Linked DNA regions of Mus musculus: region 2 is linked to region 1. Evidence: chromatin contacts called from public HiChIP or PLAC-seq data. All regions are on one chromosome and are shown on one strand. Each heading gives the region's core, a stretch centred on a gene start, on an enhancer-like site or on the middle of the called end of the contact. The rest is flanking DNA. Distances are from core to core; before and after follow the strand shown. Region 1 overlaps Nod1 (nucleotide-binding oligomerization domain containing 1). Region 2 holds the start of Ggct (gamma-glutamyl cyclotransferase).

The links. HiChIP or PLAC-seq counts read pairs in DNA pulled down with a chosen protein or histone mark.
Region 2: a contact with region 1 is called in an H3K27ac HiChIP or PLAC-seq map of embryonic stem cells, with 20 read pairs. The contact joins the promoter of Ggct here to the enhancer-like site in region 1. A contact is called at or near these places in 4 of 39 promoter capture datasets (the C10 cell line, liver, macrophages and 1 more), 1 of 15 datasets of contacts at CTCF or cohesin (the NIH/3T3 cell line), 12 of 484 Hi-C or Micro-C datasets (CD8 central memory T cells, the G1E-ER4 cell line, the N1E-115 cell line and 8 more), 9 of 115 datasets of contacts at active chromatin or transcription factors (CD8 T cells, the HPC-7 cell line, bone marrow-derived macrophages and 3 more) and 5 of 9 other capture datasets (adipose tissue, bone marrow-derived macrophages, liver and 2 more).

Annotation. Positions count from the first base shown.
Region 1 is chr6:54,949,694-54,954,939 of GRCm38.p6, forward strand. It overlaps Nod1 (nucleotide-binding oligomerization domain containing 1), which reads right to left. Exons shown (of 12, transcript NM_172729.3): 2 at 1-60. Among named protein-coding and RNA genes, the nearest start is that of Nod1, 20 kb to the right of the region's middle. Within about 2 kb of position 3,003, at least 15 of the 459 cell types and tissues checked have an H3K27ac peak or open chromatin away from gene starts, as enhancers often do. A contact at or near this core is called in bone marrow-derived macrophages, embryonic stem cells and macrophages, where this site is marked.
Region 2 is chr6:54,989,850-54,995,095 of GRCm38.p6, forward strand. It overlaps Ggct (gamma-glutamyl cyclotransferase), which reads right to left and starts at 3,018. Exons shown (of 4, transcript NM_026637.3): 1 at 2,846-3,018. The coding sequence starts at 2,986. RefSeq lists an enhancer at 3,233-3,262 and a cis regulatory region at 3,243-3,252.

The sequences.
Region 1 (5,246 bases), core at 1,753-4,252:
CAGGGCAGACAAATCAGGATTCAGGGCCACCACCCGGGATCCTGCCTTTCATTGCTGACCCTGAAGAGGTAAAGGACATTGTTAGCAAAGCAAACTTCCCTGGTGAATTCTCCATCTCCTTTCTCCCATTTTCTACCTCCGACAGGAGGGAGTCATGCCTAAAAATTTTATCAGGGTGAAAGAAAGATGAAATTTCAAGACCTGTAAGTCATATAAAGTACTCAGAAATTGCTGGTTGTGAGCCTAGAGGCTGCCTGGAGCTGAGAAAAGAGAAAAACAAACCTGGGTATGCCTCGTAGTTAAAACATTCCTAGGAACATCTTGACCATAAGATAAAGGGGACTGTGAAGACATAGCAGGGCTATATTATCTGAGTTAACACCACCTGGCCGGAACCTCCCCTCTGTCTACTGCCCCTTGACGACGGGTAAAGTCATACATCAACTGGTTGCTATGTGAACAAAGATAAGCCCCCAGCCCACAGGAACAAAGTCTTGATGCCCTGTAATCTTTCTGTTAATGTTTGAATAAGCCAATAGTGTGTCGCTGTGCTGAATTCCACACCCCTAAGCCCCTTACCCCATAAAAACCCCTAGCTTTCGAGCCTCGTGGCCGGCATCTGTTATCTCCTGTGTGGGATACATGTCGGTCCAGAGCTCCGTAATTAAACGTCCTCATGTAATTACAGCAAGTTGGGTCCTTGTGTTTCTTTGGGTGCTCTCACACTCCCGAGACTAGAGTAGGGGGTCCCTGAAAGGGGACCTTACAAGGGAGGATGAACAACAACAATCATAATTCTGTTGTAATGTATATTTAATCTCAGTTGGGGGTTTCTACCCCGCTTTTGATCGTTCAGTTCCCAGGTAAAACACACAAATTTTTTATACTTATACTAAACTTTAACCAGCATTACAGCTGGGCAGATATCTACCCTCTATGCCGTTATGGCCACTTCTCTGCCAACAACCCCAAGATATGACTTGTCATATTCCTTCTAGGCCACTCTTACTCAGACTGGCTAACCCTCAGGGCCAGTTCCCACCATCTTTAGCCCATGGTGTCTTCTCTTCCCTCCACCTTCTCTCTTCCTCTTGGTCCTCCTCAGACCCCAAGCCTGGGAACTGAAACCCCACCTATCTCTCTTCTGCCCAGCTATAGGCTGAAGGCATCTTTATTTAACAAATAGATTTAAATTAAGGAGCAAGGTTACTCTTGGTATACTTGAAGATTTCCTCCTCGCTGAAGCAACCAGACCTTGGGGGTCAGTATTTAGTATCACAACACATAGCAACAGACCAAACCTCCACACAATTCACTGCTGTCGGTGGTTTGCTGCACCACTAAATGTGTTCATCAGTGTTGCTGTCACTGCAGCAAGAGAACAATGCCAGGGAAGAAAGATTTATTCTGCCTCCTTGTTTTAGTCCTTCTGATGGAGAAGGCATGGCAGAGTAGAGCAGCTCTGTCTCCACAAGTAGACCGGGGAGAAGAGAGGGGGAGAGAGGGAAGAAAGTGGTCACTAGGACCCACTTCAGAACCCATGGCTTCTTCAGGAAGTGACACCCAAAAGACATCAAGCTGATAATACCGAATTCAAATAGCTGGTCACACTGAGTCTCTGGCATTATCCCTTGAAGGAAGATAAAATACGCTAACACGGTCTTCTTCGCATAGACCTTCATTATCTTTTTTGAATCTGCAATGCCAACAAGCATGTAGAAGACAAAAAGTATTTGTGCACACAGGCACAGAAGCCAGAAAAGTTAAACTCACAGGTATCCTTCAAAGGAAAGAGATGTTTAGCCTGTTATAGTTTACAACCTGGTGATCGTCTGCTGTCTGATGAGACAGGCTCTGCCCATATTTCCCAGAACCCCAAACAATTTGTGACTTACTTATCCCAGGTCCTTTCCCTCTAAAACCTTGAACATTACTTTAGGCCATAAAATTCATCCTTGTGAGAGATGCTCTTTCTATTTTATAACAGCCTGAGCAAGATCTATGCCTTAGGGCCATACATTATGTTGACCTTGGTCATTCTCCCTAGACCATGACCTTGAACATTGTTTCTAAGTCAACAAGAATGATCTTACAAAGGAAGCCATGTGTCCTCTGCAAAGAGCTTCAGTGTAAACATGCCTGGGCTTTGCTATACTCACAGGGCCGAGCTAGTTGCTTTCACAAAACTGTTCCCCCAAATTGTGTTGTGCTTAAATATGGCTAAAGTAAATGATCTGGTGTCAGACACTAGGTGTCCTGGCCCAGCACCTGTATCAAAACCTGACTGAACCAAGTTTAATTCTTGTCTTTTTGAGGATCATTTCACTGACAGCTATAAAGCCTTCAGGGACCCTTCCACACAAGGAGGGCCTCTTTTTAAATTTAAATGTTATTATTAAAAGTTGCAAAGAAGATATCACACACTGAAATTAACCAGCTCCAAAGACTATACATCTTAATGAACTTCTAAACAGTTAAACTAGCCACTTGGAAAGGAAGCAATAGAGCTTCACACTGAGTGTTGTTCTTCTATAATCAAATACTTATCTACTACCCCCCAAAAAATACTAAGACAGAATTAAAATTAGAAAAATAGGAGGCTGGAGAGATGGCTCAGAGGAACACTGACTGCTCTTCCAGAGGTCCTGAGTTCAATTCCCGGCAACCCACATGGTGGCTCACAATCATTTGTAATCGGATCTGATGCCCTCTCCAGGTCTGTCTGAAGACAGCTACAGCATACTCACATACATAAAACAAATAAAACAAACATTTAAAAAGTTAGAAAAACAATTCGCTTTATACCCTTTTCATAACTCATGTTCATTGCTTGCATTTAGTTCTTGCTGTTTTTGAGACAGTCTCACTACATAGCTCTGATTGCCAGGATTAAAGGTATGCCCAGCCTTGTTTGGAGTTTTGGATGGTATTTGGGGTGCTACAAAGATAGCTCAGATGGTAAAGTGCTTGCTGTGCAAACACGAGGACTCTCTCAGCACCCAGAGACAGAGGCAGAGGATGGAGGCACGTGCCTGGAACGAAAGAGGATCTTACTCAGCTATGGTGCCTATGACCCACATTAATGACCAGAATTGCACAATAACCCTGAGGGTGCAAAAATGGCACACACACCTTGGTGGTAACCAACAGCTCTCTAGTTGGACCTAAGACCTGCTCAAGATTGGGAACAATGTCTGGTACAGGAAACCTAGATAATTACTCAGTGCTAGTGAAATCATGGTTATTAGACAAGAATCTGCAACTACTAATTTATTAAACCAGTATAATCTCAAGCAACAATTTATAAACATTTGTCCTTATACCCACAGATCAGAGTAATTTTCACCTTCATCAGGGAAACTTTGCAACAGATGGAGACCACTATAGAAAATCACAACTAATCAAAACACCAAGCTGCTACGCACACTCCAGTGAAGTTTGCTTGGCAGGCCGAGAGGCCTGGGAGCACTCACGAGGCAAAGAGTTTCACGGAAACTCACTTCCTGGAACTTTGGCATTCTCATAACCCGTATACTCATACCCTATCCCCGTGTTAGTCTGGTGTGTGGATCCACGTGCTCTCTTTTAGTATTATTTTATTATAAGTGCCTTTTAAGATTGAATTCTGACATAGCTAAGCCTTTGCCAGTATTCCAACGTCCCAGAAAATCCATGAAGCCGACAAACTTAGAATTCAGTAGGAATTCTGTGAGAAGGTTACCTATTCAGTAACATTCAAATTTACTTCTAGTAGAGATAGTGAAACTAATTAGGCATTACAAAGAACAGAGCCGGAATAGCTTAGGGTTGGTCTGCAGAGTGTTTACTTGAGACAATAGCCAGTCTTACCCAGACAGGGGAATTCACAATGGCCTATCAAATAGGTGGGTTTACCATGAAAGAGTCCTCCTAAGACAGGCCCAAAGAAACAGCATAAATCAGTCATTTACTAAGAACCCCTGGTGGTGGGCTTAACAATAGACTAGCTTTACACCTGGCTCCCTTCTTAGTGGCAGCGGCCTGGTCCCCGCCTTCTTTTCATGTATACATTCCTTTTGTATGGTGTCACTGTAACTCAGAGGATGTATCTCGCCTGTTTTCTTGCTATTCTTCTGTATAAAAAATTTGATGCTCAACTTGACAAATTACATTCAGATTCTACACAACCTCTTGTGTTGTGTCTGTCTGTCATTTGCCGACTACTTGCCCATCTGCAACTAGAGACCCGTTCAACGCAGACAAAGGGACCCAGAGGGTCTGTGGCACCAAGCTATGGAGACCTGTCCCAATGGGTTCATCTACAAAATAGCCCCATAGCTAAGGCTCAGGAAGCATGTTGGAAGAAGGGGTAGAAATACTGTAAGAGCCAGAGGATTGGAAAGTTGTCTATGAAGTTGTATCTCCTAGTGATACCAGAAGCTACATCCATAAAGTCTCACCAACATGATGGCCCAAATAAGGATGACACCAATGAACATGACAAACTGGACAGAGAAAAGTCCATGAGGCCTCAACCCTACACAAAGAATTATAGGTAACTGGTGAAAGCTGGGATCAGGAATGGTCAGCCCTGAAAGTATACATACAAGTACCGTTACATGGCCTGAAGGATTATATGTAGGAATATATATTGCGCGCACACATACACACACACACACACACACACACACACACACACACACACATATATATACATATATATGCAGCCATATTCTGTCTAGGCCACTCTTACTCAGACTGGCCAGCCCTCAGGGCCAATTCTCACTACCTTTAATCCATGGTGTCAGTCATGGGATTAGTGAGGAAAAAAAGGCATGAGTTTGAAGGAGAGTGAGGAAGGATAATACAGAACATTTTGGAAGGGGAAAAAAGGAACAGAGAAATACTATAATTATATTATAATCTCAAAAACATTTTAAAGTGCTTTGAAAATGTATATTGTGAGATCAAAAAATAAAAAATGTATAACCATAACTGACTAGCTCAATAAATAAATTATCGTCAAAGAAACAGAGGGCAAGAACTGTAACAGCAGCAAGTCATTGCAAGGGATGAGGTGGCTCTGGAAGCCTGTGAGAAAAGTGGAAGCTGAAGCCCAGAGTGGAAACTTTCTCTTGAAATGCTCACAAGTGTGAGAGAACAGGGAAAGGCCGCGGTTCTTCCCGGGTGAGTCAGCGTGTTTAGAAGGCTGGGGAAAGGAGGTTGAGCAACTGCCTTCATTCCACTTGACCCAACTCTTATCAACT
Region 2 (5,246 bases), core at 1,768-4,267, 40 kb after region 1:
ATATACCACACAATAGCTCTAGACTGCTTGCTTTCTCTCTCTTTTTCTTTCTTTCTCTCTGCAAATGACGTCTCAGTCTACTTAAATGCACATGTATTTCTACTTAGACTTGCTGAATGATGGTTACACAGGGGTTATGATATACTTTTATATCTGTAGAGTATCTTACCTGCAAATCACTGGATTTGCCCTAAGGGGTCTGGCATGTGTGTGAGCATTAATCTTCATGAACTGTACCAATTTCTTTCCAGGAACCTAAGAGCAGCTAAGACTTACTGAGTATTTATTGTGTGCTATCACAGTAGCTATTACTTTACCCAGACCAATGTTTTGCTACAGCTTAGAAAGATTAAGCCTCTTCTTCTCTAAGATCTCACAACTAACAAGCGACAGAGACACCTTTCTAATTTAGCTTCTGCCATTACTGATGGGCAATCAGGGCTGAGGGGCCTTGCCTTGTGTGGTCTAGGAAGATGTCCTCCCATCTCTCTAGGGCTTAGTTTCCTCAGCAGCAAAATACAAAAGGATGGGCTCAATGACAGTGTTGTCAGTCCCTTCTGGTGGATATTATTCCTGTCACCTATGTTTGCTCAGAAACCTTGGTTGATACTTCAGGGAAAACACTGATCCACACGACAAGGCGCTTCACGCAGCAAACTGGATATTCCAGTATCAGGAGATCTGATCAAATCCACACCAGAGACTGGCAGCCTCCTGCTAAAGGCAGCAGGCTGTGTCATTCCGTCCGCTTCAATGGCTCAATGCTCGTGTGTAACGTAGGTAGCTACCAGTCCAGATCAGCTCTTTCTTCTGATTTAGGGTTGACCTGATCTCCTCATCTCTGCCAATCCCACCTCTACTCCCCATTTTGAAATGTCTGGGTTTCTTGGGATTCAGCTTAGGCCTTTTTTGAATTTATCCAGGTGCCCAGAATAGTCCCACTACCTCCAGCAGCTTCCAATACCATCGGATGCTTCAGCTACCTTTAAAACCATCCCACATCTCTATTCTGAGGCTCAAAAGCTCTTAGATCTGGGACGAGCACACAGTTAGGGCTGATCTCTTCATCTCTTTGCCAATGTTCACAAATATTTACTGTTCATGTGCTTGTCTGGAAAGCATCTTAAACTTAATTTAGTACAAAGTTAGTTTATAATTTTTACCGCCAAACCTGATTCTCCTCTGTGAACATTATCACCATCACCTACTTGGTTGTTCAAAAACTGTGTCATATTTGATATACCTTCCCTACACACACAGACACAGACACACAATCATCAAGCCTTATGATGTTATCTTCTGAGTATTACTCTACCTTCCCTGTCACCACCCTATTAGATCATGGTGGCATTATCTCTGACATGAATGTGGCAAGATCGTAACTGGGCTTCCAATAACTTGCCCTATTTGCAGAGTAACCAGAATGAGCTTTCAAATACATAAATCTCATCGTCTGCTTTCATCCTGTAAGACACTCCACTCACAGCATGCAACAGACTGTCCAAAGTTCTCTGTGGTCATGTTAGGATATGACACTTTCTTATCTTTCCAGCCCTCATGCCACATCTCCCTGTAGACTCCAACCACTTCCTTTATCTCCTGTCCTTTGAACAAGCTACCCTCCCTGACAGTTTTTTGCTCTCCTCATCTCCCTTCAGGTCTCAGCTTAAAAGTTATATCCAGGAAGGCTTTCCTGAGCACCTAGGTCAGGTCCTCTGGTCATATATTCTGTTGCACCTTGCAAGTCCTCTTTTAAGGCTAACCACAGCTATAATTTATCATTTATGTGGTATTTCTTTCCTGTACTTCACGTACTTGAACTCCAATCCTACACTCTTTGGAGTTTTAGATAGAGTACAGAGCGTGACTCCCACTTCTGAAACTTGAAAGGCTAGGAGCTAGTTATCAGATCATCTTGCTTGCTAAGTAAGGACGTGGATTCATGGTGAGATTTAGCCAATCAGGGCACCTCGCAGGGGCTCTCAATTAGTGCTGGTGTTTAAGATCATTAGGGACTCCACTCTAGGCTTCAGGAATTGCAGAACTGTGGCAAAGCAGCAGTCAGGAGTCAGTTCCATATTGTGCTTACTAGTTGAGGAAAGGTGTGGCCAGTTTCCAGAGCAGGGATGGCCCTCTCCTGTAATGCTGGTTGTGTATACACACACACACACACACACACACACACACACACACACACACACACACACACACACACAGTAGTCCACCTGTTTACTCAATCTTTCAGGTGAATCCATGAGCTCTCTAACAGCCTTCCAACACCCCTCCCCATTCTCCTTTCTGAAATCAGCTGGTTTCTGTTGCCTGAAATCAAGAATTGACAAGGTTATCAAAGTTGGCTAAAATTATTAAGGGCCCTACACACAATCAGATTGTACACCAGAAAGGTCCTCCAAATAGCTAGGCTGCTCAGTCATCCTTGTAACCCCAGCACTGAGTGCCAGAAGAATACGTATTAAAGAGGAAATGAACTATGGTCAAGAACACATTTTATCACAGTTAAAAGCTTATTGGGCTACTCTACTGAGGGAACGAACATTGCTATCAGTATTGAAGACACGGTTCCAGGTCTCAAGGCCAGGACGCTAAGATCCGAAGGAAAGGACAGGCAGAATTTCACAGAACTGTGGGATAGATAAGGTACGCACAGGACAGAAAGCAGCTAGTTCTCGACTAAGAAGCACCTATTAAAGGCATCTTACGGGATGCTCATAACCGGTGGAAAAGGGCAGCCAGTGGAGGGTTGCGAACTCCGACGGTGGCTAGAGGTTCCCGGCAGGAGTCGCAGCTAGCCCGCTCTCCAGGTCGCCCGCACAACGGCACTGACCTGCAGGCGCGCCACGCAGCAGAACACGGCCGAGGGGTTTCGCAGGTGGATCCTCTCGGTCAGGAGATTGCTGCCGTAGGCGAAGTACAGGAATGTCTCCCCCTCCTGGCCCGCATGGCCCTCACAGTCGGAGCTCGCCATGTCCACTTATCCACGCCAGCAGCGTCAAGCACAGAGAAGCCGGACTAGCGCTGCTAAAAAGAGCAGTGCGCCGCCACCCACGCGGTAGTGCAGAGCGGCGGGCGGAGCCGCACAGAGAGCGCGCTGAGGATTGGCTGCCGGCTTGCCGGCGTGAGCTAACTACCAGGATTGGCCTGTCTACAGCTCCTCCCGCCCACTGACGTCGCTTTTCTATTGGATGCATCCCTCGGATGTACGGCCCCCTGCCTGAGGCGCCGCTGATTGGCGAGTCTAACGGACAGCCCGAGAGTGGCTACTGGCGACTGTGTTTTCCCCACCTGGCGGCGATTGCCCAGGTCAACCAGTGGTGCGGTAGGCTCTGCGCCTGGTATAGAGGAGACAAGTCTCAAATTGCTGTCGGCCTAGCCTGGATCTTGCGGCAGTTCTCCTGCCTCAGCCTTCCTGGAATGGGAAGGCTGATCCTACAAGTTTTCTTAGGATCACTACCTGAAGTTGCCTCACTGCATACCAGGGTAGTCTTTCTCCCACGTTCAGATCCGGACATGCCATTTGCTAGCCAGTTGACTCTGTTCATCGTTGCAATCTATTTCCTCTTTTTAAAATAGAACGACACAAAACACCCATGTTGTTGCTCTTGAAATGAAGATAGGAGAGCAAACTGAAGGTCTAGAGCAATGACTGCCGTTGGCCCTCAGAAATTAATCTAAATTCAACTCCACACTGACAGGTGCCAGAATTCCTGGAGAAATGACTGAATCTTAGGTCAAAGCTGGGAGTGAAAATTACCTCTTGAAAGAACAATAATCCAGAAAATGAGAACCCCAAGATGAACAAGGTCATTCCTAAAAGACCATTCACTAGACAAAGCGAGAACAACTTAAGGAGCAGAACGACTGGAAACTCTAAAATGATCCCTAAATGTATGTCATTCCCTTCAGGAAGTAAACCAAATTAAAACAGAGAAGAGAACCATATTGCCATGCCATCAGTGGCTAACACTTCATCACTTTTAAAAAGTGGGTATTTAAGAAAATGAGTGTTCTGCCTTTCTAGTACCAACTGTATTTTTGAAAACCAAATAGCTGATGAGGAAGCAATTCTTTGCTTTTTTAAAAAAAAGTATACTGGCTAAATGCAGGAAATGGGGGTACTGGGATTAGAACATCTGTCTCTGGTGCAACCAAACTTCCCGTCAGGAGCATCAGGTCACAGGGATGTTTATAGAGTCTCAGTTATCCCCCAAGGCTCACTGCTAGTCATTGGACAGGAAGACCATGATTATTTGGGAAACCTGACCTCTCTCACCTGATAGCCAGTCAATCTGGTCACCAATAAAAGAAGACTATCCTGACACAGTCAGAAAGCAACATGAAGCTGGGCATTGTGGACTGCACCTTTAATACCATCACTCGAGAGGCAGAGGCAGGCAGTTCTCTGTGAGTTCAAGGCCAGCCTGGCCTAGAGAGTAAGTTCCAAGATAGCCAGGGCTGTTATACAGAGAAACCTTGTTTTGAAAAACAACAACAACAATAATAACAACAACATGAAGCAACACGAAGCCCCCACATCTGTGAACTACAATTTACAAAGGATTTTTAGCCTCAAAAAAAAAAGCCTTTTATCTTTTATATCACCCTCTTCCAGAAACCATTCATGTATAAGAACAAATGGCAATAGAAGAAAACAGTGAAGAACACCTTGAACTTATCTCTTACATTGTTGTGATTAAAAATAAAAGGTAAGGCTGGGGCCAGCTACATGGATCTGGAGGTAAAGCACTTGCTACCAAGCCTGCAGACAGTTACATCTCCAGTACCCATAAGGTAGGAAAAACCCAGCTCCTGCAGGTCTCCTCTGACCCCTACGTGCATACACACACACACTCTCTCTCTCTCTCTCTCTCTCTCACACACACACACATACATACATACACACACATACACACACACACATACATACACACACATACACACACATACATACACACACACATACACACACACACACATACACGCACACACACACAATAGGTAAGCATATAGATGTAGTAAAAAGTGTTTTTAGAAAGACAAGACTGAGGGAGGGTTGTTCTAGTTTGAGAGAAACGAGACATGAAGGCTCAATGTGATGGCTTGTCCTTGATAGATTCTGATATGGTGACTCAAATAGAAATATATTTTAGGGACAACTGAACTTGAATTTGGATTGCAGAATTTGATGGTATTAGACAATTACTATTAAATGGATAGTGGTTTGTCTT